Regions from separate parts of the Zea mays genome. Here regions 1 and 2 are each linked to region 3. A link is a contact called in public Hi-C data. All regions are on one chromosome and are shown on one strand. Each heading gives the region's core, a stretch centred on a gene start, on an enhancer-like site or on the middle of the called end of the contact. The rest is flanking DNA. Distances are from core to core; before and after follow the strand shown.

Region 1 (2,752 bases), core at 158-2,657, 250 kb before region 3:
TATGATTATTAGAATGGAATTTAATTCCAACAAAACAAACAGGGCCTTATAGAAATTTGACCAGCGCCTTCATTAGTTCTGCATTTCAATGCGACTGGGAAAAATTAACCCAAGTGGACCATCAAGTGCCCTTGGCAAGTTGGCATTGAAAACTTCCATCAATTTTTCTGACAGTTATTTAATGTAACAGATATCCCGGTATGCAGATGTGTAACAAAATGCAGCAGCCACACGGCAAACAAATGAACAATAGCGTGCCTTGAAATCAAGGATAAGACTTGCAAGTAAAGCAACTAAGAACTAAACTTTGATACGTGTGTGGAACTCGTCACTGGCTCCACCAGCCACACAAGGAGTGAACCCGACTTGAAGCAAGCTCAAAGCAAGAAAATTGACACGGCCGAATTCAGTCAGACAACACGTGTACAGAACACATGGAACCATTGCTGTTTGGTTTGCTCGAGACAGAAGTCTATAACGAAATTTATTGTAACTGCAGGCTTCAGCACGGAAATTTCCTTCCCTTTCACCCCCACCTCTCGAGAAAAAGTCAAAAGCCAAATCTGTAAGTGGTGCTTCTATGTCCTTTTCATTCATCACTATCTGAGCAAACAATGGGAGTGACATAGTAACATTCGCGTATGCATTACTTATAACAATCAAATAACAATCGGACTAAGATTCTGCTAACAGAATTGCTCCATGAAAATAAAACGAAGATTTAATACACAACTAGTGAAGTGAATCCTCGCAGCTAAGATCGATAAATCAAAACCGCGAGAAGCAACTATTACACTCAATTCCATGTTCACTTCGTTGAATCAACAGCTCCAGCTGCGTATTACCAGTAAGCATCTACACCTCTGCTGCAAAGTGCAAACAGAAGGGGGGAATCCAGCTTTTATGGCCCTCATAAAAAAAATCCAGTCTTTGTCGCACACAACTACATGCCTAGAGCAGCGAATCAGTCGCCGGCGCAAGTAGTAGAACACCAGTAGCTGACCGAACAGAGCAAGAAGCGGGATCGCAAAACTGTCAGAGCTCTTGCAGTCTCCGCCAAAATCAGGCAAGCGCGCAGCAGAAGAGACTGGTCTTACCTGGTGCCGCCTTGGCCGCAGGCCGGGGGCTCGGCGAGAGCGCCGCCAAGCTCTTGTCCTCCTTCCCCGAGGAACCGGAGCACGGTAAGCAGCTCATCTCCCCGCTCCTGACACACAGTTCCTGCGAATGCCAGCAGCCAATCCGCCAAGAAGTCCAGCTCAAGACTCGTCCTTTCCTCTCCACCGGCCGATAGCTCCCGTGAAACCAGCTGAATTTGGGGGGAGATTTCCGGCCGCCCCGCCGGGAAGAGAGAAAGAGAGGGGAAGTCAAGACTGGAGAGGCGGAATGATAAACAAAAGCGGGGTTTGCGATGGTAGCCAAGGTCCAAACTATTGGGTGGCAAATTTGGGTGTTTTATAGTGCGGTTGAAATGTTCCTCGGGGAAGGAATTTGGGTACTATTGAGAGTCGAGGTGGTTGCGGGGTTGGGCTCGAGAAAACTAACTGTAATAAATAAAGATATATCCGCCCCCTTTCCTTTCCTAATTTTGCCTCTTTACAGATATTTGCATTACTGTATATTTTTGTTGAGCAAGGAGTCCCCAGTATAAAAAGATCGAGACAAACAATTTACGTGAAAATTTTGGGCATTTTATTTTAAAATGGAGATGACATTAGTAACCATATATTTTGTTTCTAGTTTCTAGATAATACAGGCTTATCCTCTTCGTCCGTGTCTACGTAACCGGCTAACCGCGGGTTCACCCTTGTTTGAGATGACAGCGTATGAACAGTGGCAGAGCTGACGCTAGACAAAACCCTATCAAAGAGGGGCTACGACTGCAGCCGGAAGTTAGCGAAAAGTTTGACTTCTCCTAAGATTTTCTAAACCATGCGTTTTAAACAGGATCATAGTAAAACTGTGCAGCACTATCTACGTATCTAGAACATCCCAAACTATATATTACCTCTGTCTTAAAATATAAGTCATTCTAAGATTATTGAAGAGTTAAAGTTTTATCACACGGAATAGATATAATATGAAAATATATTTAATAGAGAATCTAATGGTATATATTTGATAGTGTAAATGTTATTACTTTAGTATATAAATTTGGTTAAATTTTAAAAAAACTTTGACTCTTTAAGAATATTAGAATGATTTATATTTTGAGATGGAGATTTGAAAGCAACGTGACACGCGTGCGATGCAAAAGAGGTTCGAGGTCGCTTTCGAGACGTGAGGATACGACCAGCAGCCAGGCGAGCTCTTCCAGAGTTCACCGGACACCTGCCTACAAGTTGAGCAGGTCGGCCAGCCTCTAGCGTTTGGCTGGCTTCATCATGTGCCTGCCTGCTGTTGCCCTGCCTCCCAGGATCTTGCAGCAGCTAGAGCCCGCGGGATATGCTCATCAGCTCATGACCTGCTGCTAATCACGACGCCATGATTACTATACGTTCTCCTGCTACTATATATATATTAGGTAGTGTTTGGTTACTAGGGACTAATTTTTAGTCCTTCCATTTTATTCCACTTTAGTCTATAAATTGTAAAATATGGAAACTATAACTATATTTTAGTTTCCATATTTGACAATTTAGTGACTAAAGTAGAATAAATTGGAGGGACTAAAAATTAGTCTCTAAAACCAAACACCCCCTTATTATACGTAGTTTTCATGACTATTCGTTATACCATATGCCAGTCCAGCTTG
Region 2 (2,743 bases), core at 17-2,516, 180 kb before region 3:
ATAGCAATAACAGACCAAGCCAATTATACTTATGAGTAATGAGTTCATGCATTAACAGAAGTATACAACACAACTAATGGACATACTTCAAGAGTCTTCCCATCCGGGGCAATATCCCTGTCATGGAAGCACCATTTGTCAACTCCCAACTTCTCCATGAACTCAAAGTGAGCTCTCACTGCAATGCCAGTTGAAACAGAAGTTAGTTCTTCCAACAAACAGACCAAAACATAACCCAGAAGGCTGGGACTACAGCACAAAGGTAGGTTAGGCAATCATCATACTTCTTCTCTTAGCCATGGCCAAAGAATTTGTGCCGTCCTCCCAAGGCCAAGTCTTTGTAGGAGCACCGAAAGGATCAGCGCCAGTACCACGGAACGTGTGCCAGAATGCAACACTGAAGCGCATCCAATCCTAATAGCAAAGCAAATAAGCATAGATGCAAAGGGTTGACGTACTTCACAGTGAGTGTAAAAGAGGGGGTATAGTGAAGCAGCAGATGGGGATTCACTGATCGATACCTTCATCTTCTTACCGAGAATCACTTCCTCCTTGTTATACCACTTATAAGCAAGAGGGTTCTTGCTTGTTGGACCCTGCAGCAGGAACAATGGTTTGGTTCACAACAACCCGTTAGGCCGTTACCACGACATGACAATCTGAATGAAAAATCTGGGTTTTGATAGCCCCACCTCATACTTGATTTTCGGGACGCCGGGGAAGAACTCCCCCTCCCAATCATCATCAGACGCGCCACCATCGCATTTGCTGTCGAGGTCGGCGGGGCAAGTCTGCTGCGCGGCAATCTAACATGGAGCGGCCGAACCAAGATCAGAACCACAACGACAATGTCTCCTATTCGATTCCGATCACCATGATTATCAGATCAGAGAGTAAAAAAAAAAGGCAGCAGCAACTGACCACAGCGGACAGTAACGACGACGATGCCAGCAGCAGCAGCAGAAACAGCAAGCGCTCTGAGCAGCCCTTCATGCCGGCCTTAGTTGACCAGGAAACGCGCTCCCTGAGAACACAATTCAGCACGCGCGGTCTGACTCAAAAACAGCAGCGGGAAAAAAAGTCTGATATGGACAAATCTGCGATGGACGAACGGGGTGAACCGTAGACGGCAAGAACGGGATGAATCGCAGCAGGAAGAGGAACCCGAGCAAACCTTAAAAGGGGATTCCTTACCGAGGCAATCTCCGATGCCTACGCGTCCCCAATCTTTGCTGGACCTGGAAGAGGGCGGAGGAGAGTGCTGCTGAACTCGGCGGGTGGTTGAACAGAGTTTTCTTTTCTAATATAAATATATGAGATGAGATGAAAGCAATGAAGCATATCCGATGAGGTGGCTCGGGGGGCAGTTTGTTTGGACCTGCAATCATGGAAATAACAGAAACAGAAATGCATCGTATCTACTAATTACTTCGGGTTTTTTGGGGGGTGAGCGGCTTGTAATTCGGCTGGGTCAGTTGTTCGATTGAGCAGACATTGCGATTACGACGGAGGAGAAAGAGAGGAGGTGTTGGACACCAAAATGAGCGGACGCTTAGGCCCGGACGGTCCGCGTGTCTCGAGATAAGATTAACTCGGATATTTATCCTTATCTCGTGCGTGGTTATCCATCTAATCACGTGGGAGTTTGTTGCTATCTCTTAGGAAAAGGTCCAGACCTCCTCCCCTATAAATATAAAGGGGTACGGCCGATTACCTTATTTACTTTTCCTGCCCTAGGAGTAGATGTAGCATTCCAATCAAACCAATTACCTTATTTACTTTTCCTGCCCTAGGAGTAGATGTAGCATAGTTCTAGTTGTAGCCTTCCGTATATCCACCTCCACCCCTAGTCGACTCTACGTCGTCTAGATCCGTCTTGGGTGGCCTGCCGATCCCAAGACGACCCTAGGATCTCACCCCTCCGGGGGGCAAGATCTAGTTGTCCATCCAAGACCTCTTCCTCGATTTGATCTCTTAATTCCTAGGCGACTCCACGTCGTCTGGGGACGCCCCGGGTGACCTGTCGACCCGGGGCACCTTAAGATCTTTTCCCCCCAGGGGACGAGATCTAGATTCCAGCAAGGAGGAGGAAGACGACCCTGTCGCAAGGTCGCAGACCGTCCGGCCCAGAGCTGCGGACCGTCCGGTGTGACGCAGGGAAGACACCGCTCCTGCGTCCAGGTCGCGGACCGTCCGGCCTAAGGTCGCGGACCGTCCGCGCCGCCGCAGAGGGCACTATCAGGCAACCCGGCGACCTGTCGCAGGCCGCCACCGCTGTTCACCTCGCGGAGCCGAACCCAAGGTATTGCTCATGACGAGAAGGTCATAGGGTTCGTTGCTATTTGGTCCCAAATAGGTGGTGACCATCATAGAGGTGTTGTCCCATATTTAGGATAACCACTTTATTTGGCCCTACATCATCTAAAGGTGCCAAGTACCGCCAAGCGGTTCATTATAGTGTTTGGTGACCAAAAAGGCACCAACATACTTTTGGCGACTCCGCTGGGGACGAGGTTGTAGATCTACAAAATCAGGCTTACATGGCCGATTCTAAAGATCTCAACAGTGCTTCTCCAAACAGCGACACAAGGCTGACTAATTTATCGGCCGCAGAGCATGAAAACTTAGAAGATGACATGAAGAAGATGGATGAGGAGATCCAACGACAACAAGATCAGATGCTCAAGGTGGCAAAAAAGTGGTACCTCTCGCACTTCAAGGTAGATCGCCACCAGAAGGTCAT
Region 3 (2,700 bases), core at 143-2,642:
TCCAGAGATCATCTTGTATCTATACCAACTATGAGCACTCGGGCCTTGAAAACGTTTCAGCCTTTCAAGTTTCTGCACCCGATTGTCTACGGTGAGTACCCCAAGTCGATTCAAAGAACAGTGAAAGACATCGACTACGTTGGAGTCAACCAGTACATTGTGTATTATGTTCCTGATTGACAACCAAATGCTACAGCTCGGCTTAGCTACTCGTCTGACTGGCACATTGAATTTGTCTGTAAGTCTGCCTAGCTCCATTGATATCTAAACTGTAAGTACTTTATTTGATGGTTGTTTTGGAAGGAGTAAATGTGTGTGTTTCTTTAATCCTAAACTTTCTTAACATCTATTGACCCTGCAGATGAACGCAACGGTGTGTCGATTGGATCGAGGGTTTTGATCATTTGTGTTTGAGTTGTATATGCTAGGTAATAATCCTATAGCTGTATTCGTTTCTGAAGCAACTAAGCTATCATTGCAGGAAAACACAGACTGGATTTACATCGTGTCTTGGCGACTGTACAAAGTTGTCACCTACGTCAAGGAGAAGTACGGCAACCCCACAAGGTCACAATGTTTCTGTTTGAGAACGACAAGGCTTAAATTGCAGCTGAAACGAATAGTCGACCGTCGTACTCGCACCCTTGCAGCTAGCTGAGTAGAATGAATGACCAAAGCTATAAGTGGATGTGGAGTGGACAGCACTGTAGATGACCCAGACAACGTCACACAGCGTTTCTGGACGGATGAGTGAGGAGCAGAGGCACCATATGTTGCAAGCGCCTATCAGACAATCTGAAAGCGGTAGCTAGGTATTAAAAAAATCTTGATATTTTCATTTAATCAATGCCTTTTTGTATGTATGCGCATTTCATCTATCCAGACTTTGATATTGAAGTTAATGACTATATTGCAGCATTTCATTTGTCTAGAATTTACATGATTTGGAGGCATAAACAGTACACTCACATGTAAGAATTTAGTGGTGGTACTTTCAAAATTCAAATCATTTTTCAAATGTGTCACCGAGTTTTTATTGTTTATGTATATGTTGTTTCTCATGAACAATATTGGGACCATGGGATGTGCCATGCACCTTTTATTGGTTTCATATTTGTAAAATTTCACATTTTTTATTTCTCATCAAAATATATATTGAATTGTTCATCAAAATTGGTATATTAAACTATTTTAACTACCACATTGGTTGTGCACGTGGCATATGATTTATGTTGATTTAGCATTTCTATGACTATATGTCGTCGCAACGTATGAGTATTATATTATTAATAATAATTTGTGAGCCGTTGCAACGCACGAGCACCTAACTAGTAATATTTATGAAGGAAGAGAGTATATATAATAATTTTTTTTATCGGTCCTCACTAGAGCCCGCGGGCAATTTTGGCATCCATAGGCCGAACGGACGTTCCAGTTCGCTTCGCTCTCCTCCTCAGGCGAAAAGCCGCGGGCCGCGGGCCAGCCCATAACGAAAACCAGCGTCTAGTCCACCCAGCTAAGCCAGGGGAGGCGAACGCAACCGCAAGAGACTACCGAGGGAGGAGGCAGCCGCAAAAAGGAACCAATTAACTAGAAAATTTATTCTCGCGTGCGACGAAACCTCGAGACGCCGAGGCAGACGAGACGAGGGAAGGGGGAGACCGAGGGCAACCAAGCCTGCGAGGAGCCCGCGTCCGAATCTCGCGATCCCCAATCCGCAGGCCTCGATTCGCCGATCCGGCCGCGGCAGGGGGAGAGATCCCGCAGATCGGGGACCTCGTGCTGCTTCGATTCGAGCTTCTTCCAGCTGACAGTCGCCCGTCCGCCCCCCGTGCTGGTCCGCGAGCTGCTGTGTGCTGCCTGGTGGTAGGTAGGTGGTTAGGCGAAGCGGGCCGTGCCCGGGTGATGCTGTCCGTGAGGCGGCGGCAGGAGGATGCGGGCGGCCGCGTAGCGGCAGCGCAGACGCAGCAGCTCCGGGGCGGACTCGGCATGGACGACGACGCCGAGCTCGAGGAGGGGGAGGCCTGCGGGGACGACACCGCCTTCGTCGACCCCGACGTCGCGCTCTCTTACATTGTGAGTCGCTCTCGCCGCGCCTCGCGCCCTGCAGGCTCCAGCAATGTCGCGGTCCGGTCCCTGCCTCCGCGCACCCTCCTCTGGTGCTAGGTGCCTTTGCCTACAGCGTTCGGTTCCCCCTTTAGTGCCGTCCTGTCGCTTGTTTCGTCGCTCCGATAAGTTAGTATAGGCAGCGAATCAAGCGGCCCGTTTCGGTTTCTCTTGCTTCATACGACCCGAGGAATGGTGCTTTACGACTACAAGCAATTGCTTAGCTGGATCACTTTGGAATTTGCTCAATCTGTTGCTTTGGCGGGGCACTACTGCAAAGGAGCAGGCAATTGCGTTGCTGAATCATTTACTCTTCTTCTTTCCACACTTGGTTCGTGCCTGGAGGTTAGGATGCTAGATTAGCCAAGTATATAGGTACTATGGTGATGCTGGTATAATTAAAATGGAAAGAAAAACTGCTTCCTTGGTTTTTCTTTGTTCTGGCGTGTGTTGGGTATCTACCCACTAGTGATTTGGCTGCTCCATCTGCTGTGAGATTACACTCAAGGTTTCTATTTTTTCGAATGCGCCAGTTTCGAGTGTGGTACGCTGTGGGATCATTCTCATCGATTCTCCTGCCGTTTCTCCTCTCTT

Evidence for each region. Hi-C and Micro-C count contacts between places; a contact is called where the count stands out from the background.
Region 1: a Hi-C map of tassel shows a contact between it and region 3, with 1.7 times the contacts expected there. The contact joins the promoter of LOC100279284 here to the promoter of LOC103633544 in region 3. A contact is called at or near these places in 2 of 25 Hi-C or Micro-C datasets (ear and tassel).
Region 2: a contact with region 3 is called in a Hi-C map of leaf, with 4 times the contacts expected there. The contact joins the promoter of LOC100194128 here to the promoter of LOC103633544 in region 3. A contact is called at or near these places in 3 of 25 Hi-C or Micro-C datasets (ear, endosperm and leaf).

Annotation. Positions count from the first base shown.
Region 1 is chr7:181,210,142-181,212,893 of Zm-B73-REFERENCE-NAM-5.0, forward strand. It overlaps LOC100279284, which reads right to left and starts at 1,408. Exons shown (of 5, transcript NM_001152305.2): 1 at 1,098-1,408. The coding sequence starts at 1,194.
Region 2 is chr7:181,276,242-181,278,984 of Zm-B73-REFERENCE-NAM-5.0, forward strand. It overlaps LOC100194128, which reads right to left and starts at 1,267. Exons shown (of 21, transcript NM_001139181.1): 1 at 1,195-1,267; 2 at 922-1,024; 3 at 693-806; 4 at 522-596; 5 at 285-414; 6 at 87-178. The coding sequence starts at 993.
Region 3 is chr7:181,457,651-181,460,350 of Zm-B73-REFERENCE-NAM-5.0, forward strand. It overlaps LOC103633544, which reads left to right and starts at 1,393. Exons shown (of 13, transcript XM_008655225.3): 1 at 1,393-2,076. The coding sequence starts at 1,906.